Linked DNA regions of Macaca mulatta: region 1 is linked to region 2. The links are chromatin contacts, called in public Hi-C maps. All regions are on one chromosome and are shown on one strand. The core of a region is the stretch at or near the end of the contact, and the rest is flanking DNA. Distances in the headings are between cores, read along the strand shown.

Region 1 (5,653 bases), core at 462-2,961, 120 kb after region 2:
CCCCTCATTCACTCTACTGCAGCCATACTGGCCCCTTGCTGTTCACTGACCTCACCAGGCAGACTTCCGTTCAGAGTCTCTGCACTTGCTGCTCTCTCTGATTAGGACGCCCTTCCCCTGTTTAATAGGCATGACTCATTCCCCTCACCTTCACATCTTTGCCAAAATGTCACCTTTTCAAAAAAGGGTGACCTTTTTTGACCACCCTATCTAAAATTATACCCTCTCTCCACAGTCCCTAGTTTCCTTCCCTGCTTTATTTTGGTCCTTTTATCCTTAGCAATTATCATTCTGGCATACCAAATCATTATTTATTTAGGTATTGTCTGTCTTCCCCAGCTAGAAGGTAAGTTCCAAGATGGCAAAGATTTTTACAATTTTGTTCAATGATGTATTTCTTCAGTGACCAAAAGCATTCTGGCACATAGTAGTGACTTAATACATATTTAATGAATGGATGCAAACGTCTAGAGTGAGGTGATCCCAAGCAACCCCAAACCTTCAATCAGGTACCTGTTCCTCCATCCACCCTGGACCACTTGGCACCACCTTTGCCCTCTCACCTGGGCCTCACTCAGCCCGAGCTCAATGTTTTCCATAGAACGGCGAAGCTGCCGGGCCTTCTCATGCACCAGCCCTTCCTCATGGCCTCCCTGCTGCAGACACTCAATGGTCTGGGACAGGCTTTGCAGCACGGCCTGGTGTTCACTGTGCAGGGCCTCTAGCCCTTGGCTGACCAGCCGTGTGCTCCCCAGGATCTCCTCTTGGCTGAGCCGGTGGCCTGCAGGCTCATCCCGCTGCCCCAACACCAGGCCTGACATCCTGGCCTGGGGGACCTTGCCCGGTCTAGGGAGAAAAAACAGAGTTCGGCTGGCGTAAAGATGAGACAGAGAAGCTGAGAACTTTCTCAGAGGGTGGTGGGAATCCAAGTGAAGGGACAAAAGTAAGAGTGACCCTGTGGCTTAGTTGGAGAGAGAGAGTGACCAGCAGGCAGGGAGCCCAGATCACTAAACTCAAAGTTAAGGTTGTGGGCAAAGTGAGAGGGAGATGAATTGACTTAAATAAAGAAAGACTATAGTAGGAGCAAAGGTGCTTAGAACTAGCAGAAGGATTCAGGACTTAGGAAGAGAACAGAAAAGCAGTTAGAGCCTGAGTTAGGAAAAGTTATCCAGGGATGAGAGACAGCACTATGGAGATCACAGAGGATCTGAGGGAGAGCTTCAAAGGGCACACGGCTAAAGTGGGATTATGCAGAAAATAATGCAAGGATCTAGAAAAAAGAGAAGGAATCTCTGCAAAGTTAAATCAGGGAAGAAAGGGAAAAGAAGAAAACAGGAGCCTTCCTTGCAGGATCCACATTAGAGGGTCCCAGAAAGCTCAAGGTCTTCAGGCTGCATCACCTGCAGAACTAAGCCCAGCATCTCCAAACCTGGTCAGTCCTACATCTTTTCCTACTTACCTTCAACCCATACTTCCCACCCCCCAGGACCCAGACTGTGTTCCCGCTTCCTCAGAAGGGTCTTGTTTCTCATCTTTGAAGTCTTCTTACCTGTGTACAGAGCAGAGGCCCTGGCTGTGGCACTCAGGCCGGAGCCCGGAAGAAATGTTCAGCAGCCAGAGAATCAGAAGGATCTGCCCTGCCCAAAGTCCAGAAGTCCAGCGTTCCCACCCCTTCTCTCACCACTTCACAGCTACCCAGAGGACCTGGCACAGAGCCCCACCCAGGACAAACAGCCTCCCTCCCTCACTCCCTCTGCCTACAGGTCTTTAAAGACGCCCAATTCCCTTCTTCTTCCCCAAGCCAGCCTCCCTCATCGCCGGCCTGGGGAGCTACTGTCTCCCAGGAATATGAGAGAGACACTTAATCAGAGACCTACAGCAAGAGGCATGTCTGGGAAAGGGGAGGGAGGAACACCTGGTCACTCCACACCCAGTCACTTCAATGGCTTTGTCTCTGTCACGGTCACCTACAAACAGGCTCTGAGAGGTATCACCGTAGGGTGCCCCCCTAATGCCCGATGATGCAGGGAAGAATGGGAGGTCTGCTGAACGGCTGCCGGGTCACAAGGAGGGTCTCCCCGGCCTGGAAACGCAGTAGAGGAGTGCCTCGGGCTGTCGACCTGCCCTGGGGCCCAGGGTTGGGAGAATGAGATGGGCGGGGGCGGTAGGGGGGAGGTGTGGATGGACGACCGAGGTCCGGGGCTCCAGCGAGGACCTGGAGGCCTAACGACCCCGAGGTCACTGAATCAGTTGGTGGCGCAGGGGGCGGGGCAGGCCGGCTATCTGTCTGTCTGGACGCCGAGGGGCGGGGAAGAATCGCGAAGGGCGGAGTTTTTGAGCCTGGAGTTTTGTAAGATTGGTTGGAGGGGGTTTGTTTATCTTTCTGGGAGTGCGAGAATAAGAGATGGCAGAGACCTTAACCTTCAGCCTCAGAGGTACCCTCAAAGACTCACCTGCAATCTGCCGGTCTGGCTGCCGCTCTTGCCGGTACTGCCCCTTTAAATCCATGATGGCTGCCGCTCGAGGCAATTGTTTTGACGGGTCTGGGGGCGGGGCCTGTTTCCTAGTCACGGGACATTAGAGCTGCCCGCGGATTGGCTCTCACCGCGTTCAGGTAGGAAAGGAGGTGTGTATCCTGCTTGGGCTCCAGTTTTCTGCCCGCCTCCGTTTACGTTTTGCGGAGCGACGGCGCCGGACAGTCAACGTCATCTAGGAGCGCCGAGCAGCTTGGCTAAAAGTAAGGGTGGCGTGCTGAGCCCTGGATAGCCGGATGGCCCTGTGGGCACTGACCCGCGCTCTGCGCTCTCTGAGCCTGGCGCCCCCGACCGTCGCCACCCCTGCCCCGAGTCTGTTCCCCGCCGCCCAGGTAATCCATCTTACCCGGGAAGAAGGCTGCTTCCATTCGGGCTACCGGAGATGGGGTCTGCGGGGATGCGAGGCGGGGGTTGCAAGTCTGGTCAGGAGTCACGCAGGTCCATGACCATGGATAAGGCACACTCAGCCTCAGCTTTTTCCTCCACAAGTGTTGCTATCTCATAGGGCGAAATTCTTCAGACGAGATACTTAAGGTGAAAGTGCTTTACAGATCACCGGTTATACAGGTTTCGGTAATAACTATCGTTTATCGAGTGCCTATGATAAGCCAGGTATAGGTAATAGACGTTTCAAATAAATGAACTCCTTTCAAATACTCTATAAGGCAGTTACTATTCCCATTTTGTAGATGAGGAAAATGATAAGGAGTCCAAGGTCACACACACAACTATCAGAGCTAAGCAGTCTGTCTTTCAGAGCCAGTGCTCTTAACCATTATGATACGATACCTACAAGGATGAGTTACTGCTGATATTAGAGAATGCAGGGCAAGATACAAAGAACAGTGGCCTCAGGGGAAGGTATCCTGAGGTCCTAGTGGGTGGGTGACTGGTGAGTCACGCAAAAGAGAAGTAAGTCTTGCTCCTCTGGAGCTCTCAAGCTGCTTATGGTAGAGTTTGACAGATGCATGTTTAAAATTCAAATCCAAATCAACCTACTCTGAAATGCTGGGAATACAGCAAGGAACAAGAGTGAAATGACCCCTCCCCTCCATTCGTATGTGAATAATTCCCAGCAACATAATGCAGAGGGCAAAAGGAATTGGCACTGATGGTGATACATGGATGTATGGAAGTTACCAGCTATGGAGAAGGGAATTGTTTAGGTAAAAACAGATTCCTGGAGATGGAGAGTTCTGGGCCAAATTTGGAAGGAGATGATCATGGGGAGAACATTATTGGGCAAGCTGTGAAGGGTGGAATTTTTGGATAGCTGGTTTGGGATACATCCAGGAGGAAGTGGGCTGCAAGCTAAAATTGATCAGTGCCCTCCGACTTGGTTCTCTGATGCTTTGCCTTCAACTAGCTTTCAAATGAAAGAGATGTCTTTTTATCCCCAGATGATGAACAATGCCCTCCTCCAACAGCCCTCTGCCTTGATGTTGCTCCCCTGCCGCCCAATCCTTACTTCTGTGGCCCTTAATGCCAACTTTGTGTCCTGGAAGAGTCGTACCAAGTACACCATTGCACCGGTGAAGATGAGGAAGTCTGGGGGCCGAGACCACACAGGTGGGAGCAAGGACAAGGGGATTTAAGCAATCAAAGGGAAAAACATGTTAAGACCCTAGATCTGTATATTGACACACTTGTACCTTGTAAGGCAGAGGAATGTAATTAAAAAGCACTTATTTGGCTCCTTTTGCATGTAGTATGTGCACAGGAACCAGAGAGTAGAATACAAAGCAAAAGGTAATTGGTCTGTACTTCTAAAGATATTTTGGGTAATTGAAGAAAATGGGCCATACACAGGATGTGCCATGACATTTTCCTTCACACCCTTCGAAAATTTATAACAGACTGGGTAAGGTTGCTCATGCCTGTAATCTCAGCACTTAGGGAGGCTGAGGTGGGCAGATCACCTGAGATCACAAGTTTGAGACCAGGCTGGCCAACATGGCAAAACCTCGTCTCTACTAAAACTATAAAAATTGGCCAGGTGCAGTGGCTCACACCTATAATCCCAACACTTTGAGAGTCCAAGGCAGGCAGATCACTTGAGGCCAGGAATTCAAGACCAGCCCGACCAACATGGTGAAACCCCATCTCTACTAAAAATATAAAAATTAGCCAGGTGTAGTGGTGCAGTCCTGTAATCCCAGCTACTTAGGAAGCTGAGGCATGAGAATCACTTGAGCCTGGGAGGTGGAGCCTGCAGTGAGCCAGGATCGCGCCATTGCACTCTAGCCTGGGCAGCAGAGCAAGACTCTGACTGAAAAAAAAAAAGATTAACCAGGTGTGGTGGCAGGCACCTGTAATCCCAGCTACGCAGGAGGCTGAGGCAGGAGAATCACTTGAACCCAGGAGGTGGAGGTTGCAGTGAGCCGAGATCACGCCATTGTATTCCAGCCTGGGTAACAGAGCAAGACTCGTCTCAAAAAATGTGTATATTTATAACAGGCTGGGTGTGGTTGCTCATGCCTTTAATCCCAACACTTTAGAAGGCCAAGGCAGGAGGATCACTTGAGGTCAGGATCCAACCTGGGCAACAGAGTGATACCCTGTCACATGCACAAAAAATAACAGTTGAAATTATTTGAGTATGATTTACATGACTCTAGTAAACTTATTGATTTCAGTAATTTGAAAATATTTTATCTGGAAGTTTTATACAATTTCAGTAATGTTTTTTCACTTAGCTTCATGTTGGTGTTGACCCTCCTTACTCTAGTGTGCTGTGCAAATTGTGATCATTCTCTGTAAGCAGTGCTCTCTGGCAGAGAATGGGCCAGGTCCCAGTGCTGGAAACTGAACTACTCTCACCTGAATCATATCCCCCAACTGTCCTAAACCACAGGCCGAATCCGGGTGCATGGTATTGGTGGGGGCCACAAGCAACGTTATCGCATGATTGATTTTCTGCGTTTCCGGCCTGAGGAGACCAAGTCAGGACCCTTTGAGGAGAAGGTTATCCAAGTCCGCTATGATCCCTGTAGGCAAGTTTGGGATGTGGGATGATGATGGAATGGTCTGAATAACTGCATAGCTTCTCAGGAGATGTAGGGCTGCCTAGATGGTCTGCTTACCTGTCCCTCACCCTGATCAGGTCAGCAGACATAGCT
Region 2 (5,424 bases), core at 779-3,278:
TGGAATAAATAGCTGAACATACTTTGGGATTTATAACAGAAGGAGAATGGAGTGAAGACAGTGAGGGGATAAAGAGATTTAAGAAATGGAAGAGTTGGCTGGGCCCGGTGGCTCACACCTATAATCCCAGCACTTTGGGAGGCCAAGGTGGGCAGATCATGAGGTCAGGAGTTCAAGACCAGCCTGGTCAACACAGTGAAACCCCATCTCTACTAAAAATACAAAAATTAGCCGGGTGTGGTGGCATATGCTACTCAGGAGGCTGAGGCAGGAGAATCACTTGAACCCAGGAGGCGGAGGTTGCAGTGAGCCAAGACCGCACCACTGCATTCCAGCCTGGGTAACAGAGCGAGATTCTGTCAAAAAAGAAAGGAAGGGAGGAAGGGAGGAAGGGAGGAAGGGGAGTTTACAAAAAGATAATGAAAAGAATAATAGGCAAGGTAACAATAAACAGTGACAGTTAAGCAAGATAGTTTAGGCAGGATAGCAGGGTGGCTGAGGGTTACAGATTAGGACTTAGAAAGATGACATGGGTGGACAGGAAGCACAGCAGCATGAGAGGCAGTGGGGTCAGAACATGTGAGGAAAAGTAGGACAGCAGAGGGGCACGACAAGGAGCATAAATGACAGAGTAAAGCTGCAAGATGGATGTAAAGGGTGGGCCATGGCAGATACAGAGAACGGAGATGACAAAAGGCTGGGATGTTGGGGCAAATGACTGGATAGGAAAAGTGTTTTCGAGTCTTGTGAAAGGGGGAGGGCCCTAGGGACCAGATAAAATTATGGGAAAGATGACCAGGTCCCACCCTGCACTTATGCTGTATGTATGGTAAGGATCTAAGTAAGTCAGGTAGACAAGACAGAGGTGGCAATCACTGGGTTAAAGGTAGGAAATGAGGTCAGGAGAGAAGCAATATTCAGAGATTTTAGTGTCAGATAAATGTGACTCTGAATTCTGGCTCTTTGTCTCACTGTCTGCATAGTTTGGAACAAGTTACTTAACCTCTGAGCTTGTTTCCTCTTCTGCAAGATGGTAGTAATATTCATAGTTACTTCATGAATTTAAAAAAGATCATGTATGTAAAGCACTTGGAACAGCATCGAGCACATGAGTGTTCAGTAAACATAATCTATTATTATTCTTAGATGGAGAAGGTAGGGGAGTCATCAAATAAATGCAAAGTTATTAAGACCGATTATAAATGGGAGTGGAATGATCAGGAAAGATATGAGTGATATGAAGCAGTGCAGGAGCAACAGGGAATAGTGAGAATAAGAATGGAAGAAGGTAAACCCAGATAAAGATATGGGTGGTCAGGGCAGGGGTCATGTTGGGGTACAGGGACAGAAGATTAGAGTAGAAGTGAAGAGGAGGGAGAAAGAAGGATGTGGACCTCAATGGAAGTAGGGGTCCACTTAGGATGGGGGGCAGGCCTGGATGGTAACCAGTGATGTGCCAGCGGGCAACTGATTAGCAGCAGGGGGAAGTAAAACAATCGGATAGGAGGAGGTGGGGGGATGTAATGTGGGCCTAGGAGAGCAACAGTGAACTGAGGTGTGGGGGTGAGGTCTGGACGCAGGGATGAGACCAGCAGATAGCAAGGTCAAGCCCAAGCTTGCAGAGCCGTGGAGGAGGCCAGCACTGCAGAGGGAACAGGTTGGGGGGAGGGGGGAGGATGTTTGGGGGCGCGGCCCAAAGAAGCTGAAAAGATCCAGTGAATCTCAGAGAGCAAGACCTCGTTCCCTTCGTCAGCCCCATGGACAGTGGCTAAAGAACCGGGGAGGAGACAGGAGAAGGGGAGGGACCGGGTCGGCGCAGAACTCTCCTCTCACCTCCCACCGCCCGGCTCAGCCCTCGCTGGGACCCAGCGGCCGGTCCCGCCGTCCTGGCCCCGCCTCTTCAGAGCTCCCTTCCGGGTCACACGGCGACTGCACGCACGGCCAGGCACCTACGGGTCCCACCGCGGCCCACGCCGAGCGTGGCGGAACAGCGCGCGAGTGGAGCATGCGTGCTACCGCGGCTGCTGCATGGGGAGAGGGTCGTGGGGGCGCGCTCCCGGCGGAGCCCGGGATCGAGGTCACGTTGCTCCTCTCTTAGCAGCAGGAAGAAGCCCCCTCCTCTTCACTGGGTCGGCTCTCCTAATCCTCCCTTTCCCATCACAGCGATCATGCTGACGAAATATAGTAACGCACACTCCCACCTTAAGGCTGTCCTTTTTGACTTTTCAGTAGGTCACGTGCCCATGAGTTTCCCAAACCCTTCAGCAATGCTTTGGATTAGTTGTGTCACTTTTCCTGTTAATTATAATTGCTCCTCTGCGTTGGCCTTAACACCTAGCAAAACCACGCACAGGGAGAAGGTACGCGGCACCCCGCAAAACATTCCTTAAATTAAATCGTATAGAATTAAACTGCCCAAAGCACACCTTAGCATTACCGTTCTCATCAAGCAGCCCAGATCGCTACTCAGAGCAGCAATTTTAGGAGTTTGCCTCGCGTTCATACCCCCGTCCCTCCCTAAGTAGAAAAACAGAGCCAAAGACCCCACAGTCTGTGCACAAAAATGATACATTTATTGAAAGAGTATTTTTTTTAATACAAAAGAAAGCTCTGTACATAGGACTGTGACCATGTCCACTATTCCTGGGTCAGCATCCCAGGGGAAGTAGAAACCACTGACATACACACTCACATTCACGCACACACACTCAGGCACACACACACACACATACCCCAGAGCCACCGAGGAAGGGAAACACCAAGGGTCGCTGCACATAAAAATGCCACCTCAACTCATCCCTGACACACGTATGTCCTCCCAAGGCCACGCTCACACAACACACATTATAAGCACTTTGCCTGATTCACTCACGGGGTCTGTCTTTTGTGGGAAGGAGAGGAAGAATTCATCAAAGGTCTCCTCCCATGGGTGGGGGAGTAGGGAGTGAGTGAGTGGTGGTGGAGTGAAACAAGAGCAGAGAAAAGGGGCTGGGCAGTTACAGACCTGAGTCCCAAGCTCCCCTGCTCTCTGGCCCCTGATTTGCCATGCCCCAGCCTTGAAAGCCACCCATAAGCCCCAGCTATCTCCAGGAGAAAGCCCAGAAAGGTGACTTCCATCTTGGCACCCCAAACTGGGGCAAGACAGCAATGAGGGTTAGAGGTTAGGGGGTTCTCAAACATGTCGGCAAATCATCCCCTTGATAACTAGGCTGTGCGTAAAATCTTCCCCCACCCCTTCACCTAATCACAGAAGCCAGCTTGTTCCTACTGAAGGCAGTCTTGGGGTTAAGAAAATTTCACCCCACTGCTGCCCCGTTTCTGAAAAAGCTCCCTTTCTGGATATAGGTGGTGAAGGTAGGCTCTGACACAGGGTAAAAGACCCTCCCCCCTATGCTGGCCCACCCTCAAGGTCTACCCCAAAGGGGGAGGAGGGGGGTGGGGCATGGCCCCTGTACAAATTACATAAATACTGAGGTTACACTTAGAAAAATAAATTCATTTTCTTCAAGGCTTTTTGTCTTAATTTAAAAAAGTTACAGTAGCTGCTCACTCCCTGGGAGAGCTGCCCATTTCTGGCTCCCCTTTGGCTGCATTCAGCCCAAGAGCTGCTCCCACTTCTTCTGACCCCCATTCCTGCCTCTCACCCCCTCCCAGACCCCACCCTGCTCACTGCAGCTTGGGCCCCAGGCAGCTGCAGGCCTGGGACAGCACAAGGCTGCAATGCCCATGCGTGTGGCACAAATGAAGTCAGTTGCCTCCGCCTGACACCCTCCCACCCCCACCCCGACATTTGGTCTCCCTCTTCCCTCTCCCTAGCAACAGCCCTAAAGGGCAAAAAGAGGCCCAGAGCTGTGGGTCACCCTCCCCACCCTATTGGGGCATGGCCTGAGGGCCCCTCCCCCGGCTTTCTCCTGGAAACAACCCAGGACTGGGCAAACCCAGAATCTCCCCCACACACTGGCGGACCCCAAGCTCGTGGGGTGGCTCTGTCCCCAGGGGCCCAGCCAGTTCTGGGGAGCCCTTGGGCTCTCCAGGGAAGGGGAGTTTGGGCAGGGAGGGGGACGAGAAAAACGCCATAAAAAAAAGTTAAATATTTTAAAAATATATATTTATAGATTTGTTTTCACTTCGTCTCCTCAAATAAAAAGTTCAAAATCAACTTTAAGTAAAGCAGCTGGGAGGAGAGGGGGGAAGACAAGAGGGAGAAGGGAACGCTGGTGGTTCCCTCCAACCCAGGATCCCCTGGAGGTCCAAGGGGAGCGGCAAGGCAGGGCAGGCAGCCCCAGGAGCCTGCCCAGTGCACAGGCCCAGCTACTCAGGAACTGAAGGGGCAGAGGGCAGCAGTGTGAGGGAAGAAGCCCCTGTCTCCCCAGCTGGCCCCCTGAGGGGCAGGGGCAGGGCTCTTTTGACCCAGCCTGTGGCAGACACAGGGCTGACCTGGGGTCAGCAAGGAGGCTAGCAAGAGGGCCCCAACTGCTTCTTTAGAGGAGGACACAGTGCCCAGCCCCACAGAAGGCCTGTGTGTGGGGAGGCGGGGCACGGTCCCATTGGGTAAGCTAATACTCATGGCAAACATCGAGCCAAGCTGGTGAGGGGGTCCCAGGAAGGAGGACGGCCCCTCCAGCAACAGAAATGGGAGGTGGGGCGGGAAGAAGGGGAGGCTGAGGGAGGACGGGTGGAGGCAGGCAGGCCCATTTCTTTGGCTGGAGTGAGAGGGCTCAGTCCTGTGGCTGCCCGTTCCTCCTCCCCGCCTCCCTCCTGCGGCCCGTCAACGTGTGTATAAAGAAAACGTGAAAAGGCAACAATAAATAAGTGGTGCCGTCCCTTGGGCCATCTGTCCAGGGCGGCGGGCGGATCATTCACTCTTGGTGCTGTGGGCGGTGTCCAGGTTCACCACCTGTAGCTCGGTGAGGTTGCTGCTGCTCCCGGCCTGCTGCCCTATCACAGCCATCTGGAGGGAAGGGGGTGAATGAGGAGAGGCAGGGACTGGCCAGCCGGCTCAGGCTCCCCTGGCTTCCCTGCCTGCCAACCACAGGCCTGAGCAGAAAAGCTGATGGGCTTCCAGGCTAGGGATTTTGGCTTTGATGAACTGGTAACAGGATCCCCCAAGGTCAAGACAAAGAAGTGGCTATCTGGGATGGGGTGAAAGATATCCCTGCCTACCTGGTGGAGCTGAACTGCTGAAACAGGGATCTGCACTGTCCCAGATGATGCTGTCAGGAACACCTGGGGGACACCACCTACATTGGAAAACCACAGGAGATACTCAAATTGTTTGTTGAAACTTCCAGATATTAGAGGAGTGGTGACAAATGCACAAGTGACTGGGGGAGTCTCAGATGTAAGAGCCCAAGGGAAAGGGTGCCAGTGTCTGAGGGTGCATGTGGGTGTGAGTGTTCAAGTGTGCATGGGTGTCCAAATGTG

What was found. Hi-C and Micro-C count contacts between places; a contact is called where the count stands out from the background.
Region 1: a contact with region 2 is called in a Hi-C map of liver, with 2.4 times the contacts expected there. The contact joins the promoter of MRPL2 here to the promoter of CUL9 in region 2. A contact is called at or near these places in 2 of 14 Hi-C or Micro-C datasets (CD4 T cells and liver).

What each region holds. Positions count from the first base shown.
Region 1 is chr4:139,067,896-139,073,548 of T2T-MMU8v2.0, forward strand. It overlaps MRPL2 (mitochondrial ribosomal protein L2), which reads left to right and starts at 1,712. Exons shown (of 7, transcript XM_077999921.1): 1 at 1,712-1,885; 2 at 3,935-4,103; 3 at 5,389-5,527; 4 at 5,638-5,653. The coding sequence starts at 3,935. KLC4 (kinesin light chain 4) reads right to left here and starts at 2,508. Exons shown (of 16, transcript XR_013416388.1): 1 at 2,454-2,508; 2 at 564-846. It also overlaps a transcript of MEA1 not described here.
Region 2 is chr4:138,946,796-138,952,219 of T2T-MMU8v2.0, forward strand. It overlaps CUL9 (cullin 9), which reads right to left and starts at 2,029. Exons shown (of 41, transcript XR_013416372.1): 1 at 1,834-2,029. It overlaps SRF (serum response factor), which reads right to left. Exons shown (of 7, transcript XM_015136413.3): 6 at 5,164-5,240; 7 at 2,551-4,951. The coding sequence ends at 4,856. It also overlaps a transcript of MEA1 not described here.